Linked DNA regions of Triticum aestivum: region 2 is linked to region 1. Evidence: chromatin contacts called from public Hi-C data. All regions are on one chromosome and are shown on one strand. Each heading gives the region's core, a stretch centred on a gene start, on an enhancer-like site or on the middle of the called end of the contact. The rest is flanking DNA. Distances are from core to core; before and after follow the strand shown. Region 1 holds the start of LOC123190205 (36.4 kDa proline-rich protein). Region 2 holds the start of LOC123190207 (translation initiation factor IF-2).

Region 1 (5,634 bases), core at 1,876-4,375:
TCTTTCTAATCTTCAAGCGCATTGCATCCATCTTGATCTTGTGATCATCGACGACATCCGCAACATGCAACTCCAATATCATCTTCTCCTCCTCAATTTTTTTTATTTTTTCCTTCAACAAATTGTTTTCTTCTTCAACTAAATTTAACCTCTCGACAATAGGGTCGGTTGGCATTTCCGATTCACATACATCCTACATAAATAAAATCTATGTCACGTTGGTCGGCATAATTTTCATAAACAATAAATGAACCAATAGTTATAAAGATAATATATATACCACATCCGAATCATAGACAGGACGAGGGCCGACGGGGGCGGATACCAAAACCATCGCACTATATAAGATGCAATAATAAAAGTAAGAAAATAATACAAGTATCTATGTAAACATACAAGTAAGAATATTTTTCCTTTCAGAAAGAAGATAAGAACAAGAGGCTCACCACGGTGGTGCCGGCGATGAGCTCGGCGCGGGTGATCGACGGCGGTGAAGACGGGGACGGGGCGTGACGGACCGCTAAACCTAGACAAATATTATGGAAAATGGAGCTTGGAGGTCGAGCTTGGAGAGGAGAAAGCTTAAGTAGTGTGGCTCGGGCATTCCATCGAACACCTTGTGTGCATAGGAGGTGAGCTAGAGCACCACCAAGCCCTCTCCCCCTCGGCCAGAGAAAAACAGAGCACTGGAGTGCTCTGCTCGCGAGCGAGGGGTATATATAGGCACCTCATTGGTCCCGGTTGGTGACATGAGCCGGGACTAAAGGGGAGCCTTTGGTCCCGGTTCAAGCCACCAACCGGGACCAATGATGATGGGCCAGGAGCGAGGCCCATTGGTCCCGGTTCATCCCACCAACCGGGACCAAAAGGTCCAGATGAACCGGGACCAATGGCCCACGTGGCCCGGCCGGCCCCCTGGGCTCACGAACCGGGACCAATGCCCACATTGGTCCCGGTTCTGGACTGAACCGGGACTAATGGGCTGACCCGGCCTGGACCAAAGCCCTGTTTTCTACTAGTGACTTATTTTGAAACAGAGAGAGTACGTACAAACGTATGTATGAACAGCGGTGGAGCTATGATCAAAGTAAGACCCAGGCCAAAAACAAACAACTTATAACTGTTAAAAGAATACCACATGCAAAAGCATAAAGAAAATATATCTAGACTACACAATATGTAAGGATCTAGATTTAGTTCTTCATGCTTGACAAACTAGATAAAACGTGGCAAGAACTTAGTCCTCTTTTCTGTAGACTGCGGTTGTTTTCCTTTCTTTTCAGAGATTATCAACTGGTTAGTGACCTAGTGATGAATAACATCTTCTTGTTTCGTATCACTATACCACAAACTAATAAGAAAATTGCATCAATTCAAGACTTTAAGTTATACTCATTCGCAAAAAAGGACTAAGTTATACTGCTATCATATTAGGAATATGGAGAAATCGATAAAAACTTAGGGGTTTGGGGATATCATAAATAGCAGTAGTGGAGATTCTAGCTGCACGAGTATGTAGCGGTCAAACATCCACCATTGATTGGATGATGGATATTGGCGCAACCTTTTTGTGTATAAGGTTGGGAATCTTTTCCCAAATAAATACAAAGCAATACATTCTGACATGTATAGTGAGGGAAAAGAGAGTGTTGGCTTTCTATCGCGGACGGTGAGAGAAAATAGAGAAACGCCACAGGTCAACTACACAAGTATGAGAAATGTACAAATCACCCTGCGGGGACCATTTTTAGCATGTTTGAGGAGCAAAGTGGAGCATTTCCTGAGTTTGAGGACTAGATTGCACCTACTCCACAAGTTCGATGGTTGTGGATGTATTTCATCCAAAGAGAAACATAACATGCTTCGTTAAAGATAAGAGATTGCCGGCAGCTCAGATTATTTCTTTCCTCAAATAATATTTTCTTCATCTTCCTCCAACCTCCTTAATATAGCCTCATTTCCGCCAACATGGGCGCATATGTTATGCATAATCTTGCCTCTAGTTTGTCATTTATGTTACTTGCGGCGGGATCAAGCCTTTCATCTAAACACTCAATCCATTCAGATACGCATCACACTAACCACCCATAACCCAAACACCTAACTCTGGTGAGGTCTCCTTCTTTGGTCTCCAGTGTCATCGAGCCTATGGCATTACCGACACTTGAGATTGAGGATGACTACATTTGAAGAAAAGAAAGGTAATGAGATCGGCATATGGTTGGACGATGACTCTTCCTTGTCATGCCCAAGAGCAGAGCTTGGGTGGTGTAAGTTGTGCCGAGACAACAGTTACATATGAGGGACATTGATGGGCATCATGTTGCGCAATATTTATGTTAGTATTCCGCCCTTATGATTGAATGTTTTGGCTCATCAATTCACCAAGATGCGATGAAGTCGGAGGTGATGTGTCGAGGGGCAACAAATTAAAGTGCGGCAACGATGTCAAGTTGCAAGTCAAGCCACCGAAACCCGAGTTGCCTCTTCATCGATGGATGCCGTGGTCCGTAGTGTATCAGGATGCATGGACTTGGTGCATGCCTAGAGATGATCCGCATGACGGCGCTTTGTCCGCAGTGAAGTCGGAGTCGTTGAGTCATGGTGCCATGGGTGCTGATAAAGCCACTTATATGTGAAAAATTGATCTTCTCGGTGATGCGACCTTCAAGTTTGTGCCACTGTCATCATGTTTTTCTCAGATTAAACGGACGGCAAATTTCTCCTTAATCAACCCAAAAATGGGAAGGTTTCATCTCTCCTTTAAGAAAAAAAAAGCAGAGGCTATGTAACGACTAGCGTGCGACGGTTGAAACGGCTTGGCTCGGCAGAGTCTGCCGATTTAACCGCGACATGCAGACGCAGGCACCACACGATCGGCGATCTTCCACACACGCATGATTCCAGGAACAAAACGACGGAGACCTTGGTCGTCAGAAGCGGCCGTCGATGGATTCATCCGAGTCCACGCCAGCCACAATCTCGCTGCCAGTGTACGACTGGGTACTGACTACTGAGGCGTACGCGACACTTCGCCGTGTCCACCGAGCCGCGACCGACGCACACCAGCAGTTCGTCCGTCGCACCACGACCTCACGCTCGCCTATATAAGCACGCCCCGCTTCATCTTCTTCCCTCAGACCAGCGCAGCGCAGGCTAGCCAAGAGCAAGAAGCTAGAGCACTTCAAACTCGAAGCTAGCTAGCCAGGCACCATGGCCCGCATTGCGCCGCTCGTGCTGGTGGCGCTGCTCTCCGTGCTGTCCGTGCCCTCGTCGGCGTGCCCCAGCTGCCCGACCCCGACGACGCCTCCCCCGCCGCCGCCGCCGAAGGTGAAGCCCCCGCCCCCGCCGTCGTCGGTGCCGTGCCCTCCGCCGCCGTACTCCCCCGCGCCGACGCCCCCGACGCCGGCGACGCCTAGCCCTCCGGCGCCGTCGTCGCCGACGGGCAAGTGCCCCGTGGACGTGCTGAAGCTGGTGGCGTGCGTGGACGCGCTCAACGGGCTGGTGCACGCGGTGGTGGGCGCCAACGCCAGCGAGACCTGCTGCCCGCTGCTGTCCGGCGTGGCCGACCTCGACGCCGCGCTCTGCCTCTGCACCACCATCAAGGCCAAGGCGCTGAACGTCAAGCTCGTGCTCCCCGTCGCCATCTCGGTGCTCGTCAACCAGTGCGGCAAGCACGTGCCGTCCTCGTTCCAGTGCCCTTCATGATCGCCGGCCTCCATCGATTAGCACCTACATACATACCAGATACCACTGTACCACCACCTGCATCCTCATGCATGCCCGCGTGCATGGAGCTAGCGCCTTTTCAAGGTAAGTACGTATACGGAGTGTCTGCATGTTTGGTCATACATACATGCATGACACATGTCATGTGTAATCTCTATAACACATACATGCATGGGCAGCTAGCTCTGACTATCTTTCAGTGTGGAGCGGCGAACATGCGGTTGTGTAAATGTGTATCAAGTAGTATATACTGTATCGTGCATAAGTGCAAATATACATGCGAGTTGTGATGTTGGGTGTGTAGCATTCTTTTTGACAGTTATGAATAATATATAAAGTGATTGTAATGTGTATGGAGCTTCTCGCATGTATGCATGTCTTCCTTTTTGTGGAAAATTTTACGACTCCAAATCGGCAATGCTACACGTACAAACAGTTTACAGGCTTTTACAGATGGGTTAGTTTTTATTGGTCAACAAGTGAGCGGGACGGCCTACCCCCTTGAAAATCGGAGGGGAGGGGGGGAGGTTTGTGATTGGTTGTTAGATGAAAAGAGCTTGTAAAAGCTTATAAATCTTTGTATGTCTAGCATTTTTGACTCCAAATCCTCCTCGGCATGACAAGTCATCCTCTGACTCTAGATGATCATATTTATACTTTTCACCACTTGATAGGCTGGTCTCATGGCCGAGTCAATGACGCTGGTATCAATATTTCTGGCGTTCGTGCCATCGGGGGCCTCTTTGGATTGGAACGAAAAGAACTAGAAAACATAAAATATGACCAAGTTTGCAGTAAAAACTAAAAACAGAATAATGACAAAAGCAGGATTCAGATATCATATCCTATGGATTGCTACCGGGTAAAAAGATTGGAATCCTCAAAACTTTTCGTGAATATCTTACGGCCCAAAGAGGCCCTAGACAAGAAAAATGATGACAGGAGACAATATGGATTCATATGCAGCTGTCACGACTCATTGCAGTGAAACATCCATGAACACACAGATGTCGCATCGACCACAAGCCATGACGGGTTTTTTTTTCGTCGGTTTTTTTCATTTTTCTGAATGAAGCCATGACGTTGATCTAGGGTGGGATCACAAGAGGGCGTTTTCACCTGTTTCTGAACGGTCTAGAGTTCAAGTGCAGATTATCAGTCCTATTTTCCGGAGGGAGCAGGTTATCATGTCGAGATGCTCTTGAAGCCGAATTATGTGCATGTATGAAGGGGTTGTTGTTTTTGATCCAGAGAAGTGAGCTTCCTATTGATATTAAGATGGACTCTATTGTTGCAGTAAATTTGATCCAGGCAAAGGAGGTGGATAGATCGGTTTATTCATCGCTCATTAAGGAGATTAGATATCTCATGACTATTCGCGATTCATGTATTACTCGTGTTAATCATAACCAAAATAGAGTCAGTGATAACATAGCTAGATTTGCTCGTTTAGAAGGTAGAACTATGACTTGGATCGGTTCGGGTCCTACAGCTGCTATGGAGCTTGCTACAATTGATTGTATGAACTTCTTGAGTTGAGTAATACATTATTCACCCACAAAATAAAAATCAATCTTATCATGGGATTTGCTCACACCTTGTTATGGGAGGTTAAAGGAAGAAACCCGATATTTTGAAGAACACCCGCCAGCTAAATTAGGAGGGATCACCATCTGTTTCCCCCAAGAAAAGGTTTAAAGGGCATGGAGAATTGATTTATCAAACTTTTCCTTTCAATGAGACCGGGCATGTAGATACAGCCATACAGGAGACAGACCTGAACGTCCATGCACACATATGAACTGAATGCAACACAGGCATGCACGCATAAATCACATAACGTGCGCATATGGATACAGGCATCACAGAGAGCACGATGTTTTACATGATCCAGACACGTCGCTG
Region 2 (5,634 bases), core at 845-3,344, 130 kb before region 1:
CTGTCGTAGCCTGCAGAGATCATGACGGACAGAAACCCATGGTAAGAAATCAAGATCGATCATGAGGATTTATGCATGGCAGTGGCATGGCATAGCATGGATGGGTGGATGGAGCTTTCGGTCAGTCGAGGTTTGAGGACTTACTTGGGTCGCTGGTGACGATGGTGGCGGTGCCGCCGAAGTCGCAGGTGCCGCCGTTGGCCCGGGTCATCTGCCAGTAGCTGTTGAAGGCGTAGGAGGCGTGGGCCAGCACGGTGTCCGGCTGGGAGCAGGCGCCGGACGGCTGGATGGACCGGCACTCGGCGCCGGAGCCGCACGCGTAGTCCATGGCCTCCTGGAGGATCGGGTCCGGCACTGTCGGCTTCGCCACGCACCACAGCGCCTGCCCGGACCCCGGCGCCATCGGAGGGGCCAGCGGCGGCGGGTAGATGATCGGCGGCATGAACCCGCCGCCTCCTCCCCCTCCGCCACCTCCTCCTTCTCCTAGACCGCCTCCTCCTCCTCCTCCTACGCCTCCGCCTCCTCCTCCTCCTCCTTCTCCTCCTCCACCACCACCACCTCCTCCCTCTCCTCCACCACCGCCCCCTCCTCCTACGCCTCCTCCCTGTCCTCCGCCGCCCGAGCCTGGGCCGAATTCGTCGGGCGGGCTCGGCACAACGACGATCGGGCTGGGCGGCGCCGTCCCAGGCGGGCTCGGGGCGAACTGCGGCGGGTTGATGGGCGTGGGCGTGGACGCCGGCGTGCCCAGCCCCGGACTGGAGCCCGGGGTGGCGCCACCGCCGTCGGCCGGCGGGCTGGGCTCGAAGGAGGGCGGGACGGGGGTGATGGGCGGCAGCTGGTCCGGCACGGACGGGGTGGTGGAGGAGGGCGCCGTGGAGGTGAAGGGGGGCGTGGACGACGACGAGGGGGGAGCGTCAGGAGGGTTGACGCAGAACGGGGCATCGACGGCGGCGAGACTCGCGCTCGCGGCGTCGCTGCCAGCGCTGGCATCGAGCGACGAGGGAGGGGGCGGCGGCTGCGTCGGCTCCACCGCCCTGGCGAAGTTGAGCTTGAAGAGCACGCTCATCAGCGAGTTCCTCTTGCTCTGCCTCAGAGCTCTCGCCTCTGCTCCACCAACACAAAGACTCCAATTAGTGAGCACAATGCAGGTTAACAGACAGGTTAGCGAGAGCTGGTCACTGAGATCCGACACTGTGTTCACTCCAGTGACACCACTCAAACGCAGAAGAGAAGAAACGAATAAGGATTTTTTTTAAAAGACGCCGTTACAGTATCTTGGTTCACTGGATGGGCTGGGAGCAGTGAGCTTACCGCAGTGCGAGGTGGTACAGAGCATGAGGAGCAGGAAGAAGAAGAGCATCGACGGCGGCGGCGGCAAGCTGCTGATTCTGCAGTTGCGCGCCATGGTCACCACTCACCACGGTCGGTTGCTTGCTCTGCCCTCTACTGACACCGGTAGCCACTACTACTGTCTACTGCACCACTCGAGGAGGAGCAGGCGCTTGTTATATTATAGCTGAAGAAGAGGAAGCGTGGATCGGAGGTGGAAGCGGCCATCGGTAAGAGGAGAAGAAAGCAGTGGAAAAGCCGGCGGCAGAAAGAGGAAAAAGGGCAGATCGATGATCCATGTAGTAGATGTAAGTGAGGTGTGGTGGCGTGGCGACGATGATCCTGCCTGCTGTTGAGCCAACTCTTTTCGCTTTCTCCAGGAAGCGTCCCCGTCACTTGCATCCTACTAGTGTGCTTCTTCTGCCTTTCTTGCCGCTCAGTTTTGGTATCTGTGCTTAGCTTGCCACCGGGGCAAACGACCAGGCCAACTGAGCTGATGCCACCACACAAGACACAAGGCTGTCTGCCCTTTCTCCGCTTGCTCAAGGAAAGGAAAGGAAAGCGCGCAGTGTTTCTCATCGTCAGCGAACATGGACAGAGCAGAGGTATCTACTCATGACTTCAGGTGTTACAAGAAACTATACATCGCTGCTCTCTTTCACGTCCTACTCTCTACTTTGCTTCTGATCAGTGGATGTGATCATCTTTCCTAGTGCGATATGTGATCATTTTGCACGCCTTTTACATGCCTTATCAACGCACCAAACAACTGGCTGATACCTGCTGTATCTGCCTTTTCTTTTCACCTACAGCAGGCCAACAGCCAATAATAAACAACAACCCCGGAATTCATATATCAGTACCCAAGCAACATCAAGTTGCAAAATCGATATACATATGTTGCATTAAGTTGGTTCACCTCCATAACAGGCGCGTACTCAAGACCGTACCATATAGCATCACGTTACAGTTCATGCCGCAAACATCAGAGCTGCCACAGGTTTACTCAGCCAAATACACATGAGCCAGGTTCTACTACCTTCACAGTTCACATTCACACGATGTAACCCGATTACATTTTATAAACTTGCTAGCGTCTCGCAAAACTCGTTCCCCACTTCATACCAGCATTTACCAAATGATGACCATGTCCACGGAAACAACAAGGCTGCAAAATTCATGGCCTGTGCATGCCATTTCTCGGCCTCAAAGGCATGGTGACAGGGAGTTCTAGACAAAACCCACCTCAGAAATCGTAGTCCTTCAGACCCCTCTGGGAATCTGCCATCTCCATTTCCATTAAGCACTCCTCCTGGCTGAGCGGAGGAAGCCCATTCTTGTGGCGTGTGTAGTTGTGCTTGTGCCACCCGGACTTGCAGTGGTCTCTGTACAGCTTGTCCTCCATGAATATGTCACATTCTTTGCATCTTTTCTGCGGCTTGCCTGGTGCCTGGCCCTGGCTTTCCACTTCACTCGAAAGGCTCTGTTTCTGCATGGTCTCACTTAGCTGAGCAACAGCACCAGACTCCTTCGCAGGCACGGGCTGTGCCTTCTCCACATTGTCCTCGACATTGTCATATTGATCTGTAGAAGAGCCACTTTCTTTGTGTGCCGACACCGAGAGTACTTCCACCCTCCCTTGCACGTCCTTCAGTTTCTCTTCACACGAGTGCAGAACAGATGGTTCAATCTCACATACCTGCAATATGTTATTCGGAATTAAGTATAGTACACCAACTAATAGGGTGAAACATGACATGAAGATATCATGAATTTGGACAATAATTGCATCAGTGTCACAAAGGAGAGGAACACAAAGCAGCCTAAGTAGACTTGAATGTTGAGATCATTGTGACTGAAAGGTACAAAAGGAGAAAACGGGCAAGCTTCTCAGTAATAGAACTCCCACTAAATGATAGCATAAACCATTCACCAGCTGTATAGCATTTTTGGGGGGACCAGAATGAGTACAGCATCCTATTATAACTTACGAAACACAAGTTCAATGGGGGAACTCACATGATAGAAATCATAATCAGGCAACACATTAACAGCTTGGAAAAGATAATCTAAAAGACTTACAATGGAAGACTGATCGGCAGATTCATCCTTTGAAAGAACAATTGCATTCCACCCATCAAGCTTCTCCATAAGGCCAGAAAGATTGGACTTAGGTGCAATGAATCGCACTGTCAATGGTGCACGCTTTATACGGTATTTAGGGTTCTCAATTAGCTTCTTAATAACTTTCAGTGCCTGAAATATGGATGAAGATACAAATTAAAAAAGGAAACGGGAGTAGATAACAAGTCTACACAGATGTACTATAACAATATTAGTATATTACGACCTCCGTCACATTGTCCCAAGCGCAGGTAATAATAACCAAGGTAAAAGCATAAACACAGGTACCATCAGTACTGTCACAAAGAATTCCTAATTCCTTGAGTATTTTTATCACATTATGGCAGTGCAAGGTACTGGCATTGAGTGACTCCATCCAAAAAGAGGTTAACTAGGGTAGCCCAAACAATGGCCATCGGTTGAAAAGAAAAACAAAGACAGATCCGACAAAACTGATAGACAATGCCAGGTGCATAACAAACAGAATAGCATCTACAGTGTGGAATATGAGTGAATATCTCCAGAAAGATTATTCATATTACAAGTTTTTCCGGACGGAGGGAGTATGTAATATGAATGAATATCTCCGGAAAGATTATTCATATGCACATACTTGCGACTGAAGTTGCTGTCTTGGCAAGGACTTGTACATGACATCAATACTCAATTTCTTCCAATTGGGACCAATGCAGATAATTAGATTGCGTACAGTAAGATATCATCACTTCAAGCAAAATATTCTAAGCTAGCATGGCAACTTCCTAATACTCCTGTAATACAGGAATCAGAAGGTGGGCTGTTTGTAATGTGTACAATAATTTGGCCTAAAGCAACATTTCCTTGAAGAAAATGCACTGCAGGTGATGAATGAAAATGACGGATGCTAAACAAATCGTGATCCTCCATTATATATATAGACACACACACACGCACACACACACTAAGGGTAGTACATATCGAGAGCAGAGAGCAGGCAGCTACCTGCTCCTTGGAGGTAAGATTTGGATCGACGGCAAAGTGTATCTCGTGCATGATGCTCTCGATCATGTTCATGGTGTAGGGGCGCCGGGTCTCAGTACTGATAGTCTTCTCCATGACGATGGTGGCGATGTCCCTGAACTGGGAAGACAGCTGCGCCTCCCTCTCCTTGCCAGAAACCTGGAGCTCCCCTTTCTCCAAAATCTGACAGAGCACAACAGCAGCAGCAACGATTAGCAGTCGAGCCGGAAATCAGCACGAAATTAGCAGGACCCATCCAATCCAGTCCAATCCACGGCGGGAGTCGGGGAAGGAGGGAGGAGGACCTCGAGGCAGATTTCGACGAGGTCGTCGGTGGCGAAGATCCTGATGAGGTCCTTGGACTTGGCGAGGACGCCCTTGGAGACGTTGGAGTAGACGTTGTGGGACTGGAGCACCTCGTCGAGGTCCTTCTCGACGCGGTCGCGCCAGTTGACCACCTTGTTGGGGAAGCAGGCGATCTCGAACCGCTGGCCGCCCTTGCGCAGCCGCACCACGGCCACGTTGGTCAGCCGCTTCTGCCCCACCGGCTGCACCAGCGTGCGGGACATCTCCAGCGACCGGTCGGCGAGGCGAGGCGCGGCGCGCTCCGGGGGGCTGAGGCCTCGATTTTTCTCGGGGAGGAAGCAAAACCCTAGACGGAAAGTGGGGGGGGGGGGGGGGGGGGGGGGGGGGGGGGTTGGAAGAAGCTGGAGGCGGCGAGGGCGTTGGGTGGAGGAAGGGGGAGAAAGAGGGGACGGAAAGCAGGAGGAAACGGGCGGCACAAGAAAGCTGGTCACGGCCTGTTCGCGAACCAACCCGAAGAACCGAGAGACAGAAAGCCGTTGGGCGGCTGGCGTCGGCCTGGCAGCCCATTAGGCATGGATGCGGCCCGGTGGTAGTGAGGCAACAAAGCTGGCCTTTCAGCCTGGAGCAGCGCAAGAGCTGGCATTTCCTATTTGGCGCTTAGGCCTCCTACAATGCAAGGTGCTTAGGGAAGGTGTTTAGAGAAACAAATCAATGTTTTTTTATGCAACGGTGCTTATCTTTCTATATCTAAATAGTTTGCCTTTGCTAGCCTATTTCTCTTAACATGCAAGTATGCCACCTTATCATTTAACATGTATTAAGAAATGTCGACCCCAACATGCAATCCTGCATAATAAAAAACCACCTTAACATGCA

What was found. A called contact is a pair of places that touch in the nucleus more often than the background predicts.
Region 2: a contact with region 1 is called in a Hi-C map of leaf, with 4 times the contacts expected there. The contact joins the promoter of LOC123190207 here to the promoter of LOC123190205 in region 1. A contact is called at or near these places in 3 of 5 Hi-C or Micro-C datasets (all in leaf).

Annotation. Positions count from the first base shown.
Region 1 is chr2A:682,433,268-682,438,901 of IWGSC CS RefSeq v2.1, reverse strand. It overlaps LOC123190205 (36.4 kDa proline-rich protein), which reads left to right and starts at 3,125. Exons shown (of 1, transcript XM_044602802.1): 1 at 3,125-4,082. The coding sequence starts at 3,214. The coding sequence ends at 3,708.
Region 2 is chr2A:682,562,850-682,568,483 of IWGSC CS RefSeq v2.1, reverse strand. It overlaps LOC123190207 (translation initiation factor IF-2), which reads right to left and starts at 2,094. Exons shown (of 3, transcript XM_044602804.1): 1 at 1,312-2,094; 2 at 145-1,104; 3 at 1-10. The coding sequence starts at 1,405. It overlaps LOC123190206 (ribosome maturation protein SBDS), which reads right to left and starts at 5,143. Exons shown (of 4, transcript XM_044602803.1): 1 at 4,758-5,143; 2 at 4,435-4,635; 3 at 3,412-3,585; 4 at 2,160-3,028. The coding sequence starts at 5,021. The coding sequence ends at 2,576.